2 separate regions of the Hordeum vulgare genome follow, and region 2 is linked to region 1. Evidence: chromatin contacts called from public Hi-C data. All regions are on one chromosome and are shown on one strand. Each heading gives the region's core, a stretch centred on a gene start, on an enhancer-like site or on the middle of the called end of the contact. The rest is flanking DNA. Distances are from core to core; before and after follow the strand shown.

Region 1 (3,433 bases), core at 600-3,099:
AAAATTCGACGTATTTAAATCTGTAACGAAATCAGTGCAGCCAGAGGAAACAAATAAATTACCCAACTGACCATGTCCAGCAGGAATTCAACTCTTTTTCTTTAAGAAAATCAGGTATGAGGCCCACCAATCCAGCACTCACGAGGCCCGTCACGGTAATCACGCACAATCACCTACCAGGCCAGCTTCTTTTCCCGTCCGATTATTTCCGTTTCTTCAACTGCACCCATGTCCAACGACAACGAAACAACTCAAATATAAAACTTTCAACTGTATACTGCAAATACCCAGTATTTGAGCAAAACTTTAGGTATGGCAGCTGCCAAACCTTGCCAAATACGTGGATCCGCCCCTGGCCATCTCTTCGTTATCTCCATCGGTGACTCGAAAAGTTTTGAAGACTCTTCATGCTACGACGACACTCTCAAAACACGGATTTGGATTATCATTGTTTTTAAGTATTACACTTCTTCAAATGCAATGCTATTGCATATGCTTTGCATTTTAGGGGGGTGTTAGGAAGTATTAGTATTAGTCTAGGAGTCCTTATTAGTCTATTAGTATTAGTCTAGGAGTCACTATTAGTCTATGTTTACTTTCTTTGCATCTCAAGTCATGTGTAATATATATATGTCCCTTGGGCCTTCAATACATATAAGTTGCTTTCCTAACATGCATCTCGTGCGTTGGGTTCGTCCACCGATCGCCCGTGTCCGCATCTTGTCCACTAGGCGGACGGGTGACACAAACGGATAAAATTCGGACAAAATTCGTGTCAGTTTGGGTCTCCCTGTTAGAGTTGCCCTTATCAGTGAAAAAGAAAACTTGTGGTGCCTCCCTTGCATTCCGTGTTGTTCACCTCTTCTTTAACACAAGAACCTTTCTTACATGCCAGTGCCAGGAATGGAGGGCATTCTTTGATCTCCTGCGGTCCTGCCACCTTATCTTTAACCAAAGCAGAGAGGAAACCATGAAATCAAGTGGCCTCTTGTACTACAAGTAAAAGTAGTCTACCGAAAGGGAAGGAAAGAACCAACGAATCCAGGGGTAAAGCAAGAAAAAGAAGCGAGCCATGTTGATGATACTTGATCACAGGAGCCAGCAGTAGGTGCGAAAAGGGGGTGGTCGTATACATGGTGATGGAGGGGTACTCATCACTTTAGAAAAAGGCCCATTCCAAGGGGCATCATACGGCTTAGAGACGGTTACCGTGCAATAATAGCATCATCGTTGTACCAACGGCTACTTCTGCCCCCCACAAGGCCAGAACCGGCAAAGTATTTGTAGTTCGGTGTGAGGGAGAACGGACGTTTGGAGGCCGAGCTTCATGAAGCTCGAAACTTTAAAAAAAATCATATCTTAAACTTTTTGGTTTCAGAAAAATCTAAAAAAAATATGCAACTAAAGAAGGACGTTATATGTATGTGCGTAAATTTTTAGGATGATATATTTTAAAATACGATCTGCACAGAAAAGATAAATTCATGACCTAGGACGATGAATAGTACCATGTGTTAAAAAGTTTCATATTTATCTTTTCTGTACAGGCCTCATTTTAACGTATTTTTTTTCTGAAAATTTACACACATGTGTGTTACGCCCTCCCTTATCTCTGTATTTGTTTCCAGAATTTTTTGAAATGTAAAAATGTAAATTTTCATGAATTTTGGATTTCAAACTTATGCAATTTCCAGGGTGTGAGGCATCATTAACATTTAACAAACCCCAAGCATGGCGAATTGGCAGCACTGTTCATGTAGTGAAGGCCTGTCACGTCCCTCTTAATCAGCAAAGTTGTGTAAAGAAGCTCGAGACATAAAGCATCACCATATCCTGCTCTACTCATGCTCGGAAACCGGTAGAGACCAAAATCTGATCCCAAGAAAGCAAGCAAGGATTATACTAGTAGCCTAGCCGGTACTGTATATATAAACAGACAAGAGGTAGATGGTGGGAGAGAGGGGGAAAAGGATAGCGCCGGACTGATGCTTGCTGTCGTCCGTTGCCTGCCCCAGCCTTCCAGCTCAGGCACCACCTGTCCGTTGCTCCGGGTTCCCGGTTCCCTCGCGCCTCCGCCGCGCCCCCGTGAACGGTACCAATCTCCACCGCATGCAGCAGCTACAAGTTGCTGCACCAGTACCATAGCTCACAGGACAACCCACTCACTCACTCACTCACTCGCACCAGGAGCATCAACGTGTATCGTGGGTGTATGCATGCATGACAGCCAAAACGCAATAAGAAACACAGAGTTCATCAGTGATCTACTACAGCAGAAGTTGCTGCTGCTGCTGCTTCAGTGACTGCAGAGGTAAGGGAATTCAGCTTGTTTTTGTTAGTTTCTGTTAAGTATACCATGTAGTTTTTGCGCAAAGTGGTAGCTCAGCACGCCGATCCTTGTTTGTGTCTCTTTTCCCCGGTTGATAAGCAAGTATATATTGTAAGGTTGTTGCACTCTGCACTCTGCATCAGGGTTCTCTGCTGGTGCTAATGCTGGGTGGGGATACATCATGCATGGGACGAAAGCAATAGTCTAGTCTAGTCTCTAACGCCAACAAAATCTCCATGAGACATTAGTCTGGACGCCATTCTGCTTCTGCACATTGTTGTTGTTGTTGTTGTCCGGTCACCACTCACGAGTACCTGTCGCTCAGGCGGCTTTGCCGCTTTACATCCAGGCCTCTGAATTCTCCCTGTACCCGCAACCCACAATCAAAAGCTCGATTCCACAGCTGCTGCCGGTACAGTCCTCGATCACGAAAGCCGGAAAGGAATCGCCAAAGGAGGTTGCCTTGTGCAGTACACATTCTTAATCCCATCATCTTTTTGCTCCGCCAGTTCTTGCCGATCGAAGGAATCGTCTTCGCCGGCAATGGCGGCAACTGGTGCGAGCCGTCTGCTGGCGTTGGTCTTCTTGGCGGTGCTGCTCCCGGGGGGCGCGCCGCTGCTGCAGGCGTCCCAGACGTGGACTCTGCTCAAGGTGCAGCAGCTGCTGGGCCGGCCGCCGGTGCTCCGGCACTGGCGCCGCACCACCGACTTCTGCGCCGGCGCCGGCACCGTCGCCCCCTCCGCCTCCGTCGTCTGCTACGGGGACACCGTCACGCAGCTCCACGTCGTCGGGGACGCGGGCGGCGCGCCGCCGCTCCCGCTCAACTTTTCGCTTGGCGCACTGGTCACCACGCTGTCCAGGCTCCCCGACCTCAAGGTGCTCACGCTCTCCGGCCTCGGCCTCTGGGGCCCCTTGCCGGGGAAGCTGGAGCGGCTCGCCGGGCTGGAGATCGTCAACATGAGCCGCAACTACCTCTACGGGCCCATCCCGAGGGGCCTCTCGCGGCTGCAGGGCCTGCAGACGCTCATCCTCGACGACAACATGATCGGCGGCGAGGTGCCGGGCTGGATCGGCACCGCGCTGCCTGCTTTGGCCGTGCTCAGC
Region 2 (3,503 bases), core at 745-3,244, 330 kb after region 1:
ATTTATAGCGATATTTGGTTATTTGAATCCCTGGAATCTTGTGTAAACAGGAATTGAGAAGCTAGATAGAAACGGTCAGCTGCCCATCTCCCCAGCCGGAAAACTATGCCAGGGATGACGATACAGGATCTCACGAAGATCCTGATGCGTCCCTTATTTTTAAGGATGGGTTCTTTTCTCAAGAGAGCATTGATGGCTCTGAGGTTACCCTCATAGCCGATTACCCTAGGATACCTCCTTCCTCGACCAAGGATAAAAAGAAAAATTCTTCCCGAAAAGGGCGCGCGCCTACTACAACAGCAACTCCGACCCCCCCAACGGGTCATCGCTCCACGCGCCGAACACCTGTCAACACAGAGTCCATTGAAACCATGTCGAACAATGGCAAGTTCTCTAAACACGGAGTACCCACAGGAGACACTTCGACCGCTCCCCCTTCCAAGAGGTAACGAGTTTACTATAAGCATTGTTTTTCGATCAGTGGCACAAATCAACACATGTTGCCATTTTACATAGGAACCGAACACGACATCCTTATCAACAATAGAGGGTAATGCGAACGCCCCTTCTGCAAATCAGCCTCCCAAGGATCACAACGAGGTTTCGGATACTAACTCTGAAGTCGAGAGTGTGATGAACCACCGTCGTCGAAAAGAATCACTGCGCCATCCCGAATTTTCTGAACACGAGTTCAATGTCTTGAGTTCGGTGGATGCGTGCCTCAGAGCTGCCCGAGCACACCTTCTCGGACATCCTCCTAGTTAGTTGCGATTTTTTTTGCAAAAGACGTTTGGTTGCAGAATTATTATTTTTTTGCAATAAACCTCTTGTTGCGTTTTTTTCCAGCAATCTACTTGTTGCAGGATTACATTTTTACAAAACAAAACTATCACAATCAATATTGCAACAATGTTGTTGTTGCTTAAACATGTGCCTGCACTTGCCTTCCTGCTGAGGACACATGGTGAGCAATAGAGGTGGTGGATGCACCGCAATTATCCGTCGGCTGAGGACAATCATTTTCCAAAAAAAAAGAATTAAAAAATTGCGAGAAAACGCGCTTTTTCTGCGAGAGGCATTTTGATTTTGCTATGGTCCTCGGAAATGAACAAATGTGTTTCATATATTTTTTGTGAGAGGCACGGTTTTGTTTACGCGAGAGGCATGGTTTTATTTTCACGAGAGGCACGATCGTGCCTCTTGGAAACAAAAAAAGATGTGCTTCCAGTTTTTTTTATGAGAGACATGATTTTGCTTCCACGAGAGGCACGATTTTGGCTTTTAAGAGAGGCACAGGCGTGCCTCTCGGAAACGAAAAAAATATGTTTTTTGTGTTTTTTTCGCGAGAGGCACGGTCATGACTCTCGAAAACAAAAAATGTTTTTTGTTTTTTCGTGAGAGGTATGGAATTGCTTCTGCGAGAGACACGGTTTAGACTTCAGAGGCACGACCGCGTCTCTCGAAAACGAAACGGAAACGTGTTTTTGTTTTTTCTTTCTATCGTGAGAGCATGGTTTTTTGTCTGGTTTTTTCGTTCAGAACTTTTTGTGAAAAAAAGTTTGTCAAAAATCTATCAACGAGGCATCCATTTTTAAAGATCTCTACATGAAGAACCCAATGATGAAAACGGTTCAAGATTTAGACACACGATTTAAGAAATAAAACGTTTTAAAAATACAGATCTATGAGAAAATGAAAAACTTCTAGATTGCGATAAGTAACGCACATGCAATACACCACTTGTTGCATCCTGAGAAGGTGAGAGTGATCTTTAAAAGAAATACTTTTAATTAGTGAATTTGCAGACTTAATGAAAGATTGAAGGAGAAAAAAAGGAAACCAGTAAAACTGGAACCTAATGGGCCGGCTCGGCGCGTGGAGTATCAGGCCGGACGGCCGAAGATAAGATTTTATTTTTCAGGATATTTTCGTGGACTGATCGACGGTCTGGCCCAGGAAAGCGCCGCCAGCTCTGCTCAGCTACCAATCCAGCTCCTCCACACTCTCTCTCTTCCCCGTGCACCGCACCCTATCCTTCCTCTCCTCTCCCACCGCTCCTCTCACTCCGCCGGGGCTCTCACGCCCCCGACCACCGCACCGCCAAGCTCAGCGGCGCTCCACCACACTGCGCGCCCCGCCATGGCGGCCGCCGCCGCGGCGCTCGCGAGCTCGCCCCTCGTCCACCTCACCGCCGCGGCCCGCGTCCGCTTCCCCAGGCCCAGGCCCGTGGCCTCCTCGCGGTGGGGGTGCCCGCGGGGCGCCTACCTGGACTGGAGGCCCCTGAGGCGGTGCGACCGGATGCGGCGCTTCTCCGTCGACGAGGGCGGCGGAGGCGGAGAGGACGGGGAGAAGCGGGGCGAGGAGGAGGCCGCAGCGTCGGTGGAAGCCAAGGTGGGGGCCGCGGAGGAGCTGGGCTCGGAGCGGAGCCGGTCGGGGAGCTTCTCCTCCTCATCGTCGCCGTCCTCTGCGGTATGAGCAATTTAAGTCATTGGCCATTTCGTGTGCTAAACATTGTTGGACTGAACAGCTTGCTGATTTAGGAGTATTTTTCTAGCCCATTCTGCTGGATTGAGAGATAGAACTGTGTGCAATTAGAGGCGGGATGTGATCATTGGATGCACAATAAGTACCATCCTTCATTTACTCAATTTTTAAATGGGGAATTGAATTCCTGAATGATCATTGTGATCAGTGATTATAATGTAGTGTTAGTATTGACAATACTAGTAAAGTAATTAATTCCTTAAGTCAGATATGTACGACGCTTTAGAAAGCATCCAGTGTAGCCAAACTTCTATCTTGGACCACGATGACATGGATGACTATTTTTGATTATATAGACATTGTTAGAGTTGTCACAAAAAAATATCTCAGAACATAATAAATATGCAGTTGCAGCTACCACCCAAAACCCTAAAACCTGCCTGAATAGTGCTTGCGGCGTTGCCTCGTGGCGCTGGCATGTAATGTGCCTGCTGCTATCAAGGCAACCTTGCTCACGCTGTTGGTCTCGGATGCTGCTCACAATAAAGGCTCGTGGCCCTATTGGCTGCCTTGACCCGACCAAAAGCTCTCGGAACTGAGAATAACCGGAACAAGTGTTGCCTCTACCTCTCCACAGTTACATGGTAGGATACGCAACTCTCTGTGTCGATCCTCAGGGAGGATGAACTATGCCCGCTCAACAGCGACAACCGGCCCGGCTGTTGCCTTTGCTCTTCCACGCAAGTGGAAGGGCAAGACAACTCCCGACGCTGGACGTCACCGAGGACATGCTACCTGGTTGATCCTGCCAGTGGTCATATGCTTGTCTCAAAGATTAAGCCATGCATGTGCAAGTATGAATCGGTCATTAAAAGGAAGTCATGGTCAAATTTACATGTTGAGACTATAGTGATATTCAAAACGTCCTATGTTCTTGAGCAGAGGCACTATCTTAATGTTGATATGGCAGGCGCGACATCTAGTTACCAAAAGTGAAGGGATGTTACCACATTGTGCTT

The links. A called contact is a pair of places that touch in the nucleus more often than the background predicts.
Region 2: a Hi-C map of leaf shows a contact between it and region 1, with 2.8 times the contacts expected there. The contact joins the promoter of LOC123452626 here to the promoter of LOC123452621 in region 1. A contact is called at or near these places in 3 of 6 Hi-C or Micro-C datasets (leaf and seedling) and 1 of 1 datasets of contacts at active chromatin or transcription factors (embryo).

The regions. Positions count from the first base shown.
Region 1 is chr5H:543,836,985-543,840,417 of MorexV3_pseudomolecules_assembly, forward strand. LOC123452621 (probable inactive leucine-rich repeat receptor-like protein kinase At3g03770) reads left to right here and starts at 1,850. Exons shown (of 8, transcript XM_045129312.1): 1 at 1,850-2,311; 2 at 2,839-3,433. The coding sequence starts at 2,873.
Region 2 is chr5H:544,163,291-544,166,793 of MorexV3_pseudomolecules_assembly, forward strand. It overlaps LOC123452626 (probable zinc metalloprotease EGY1, chloroplastic), which reads left to right and starts at 1,995. Exons shown (of 10, transcript XM_045129321.1): 1 at 1,995-2,469. The coding sequence starts at 2,140.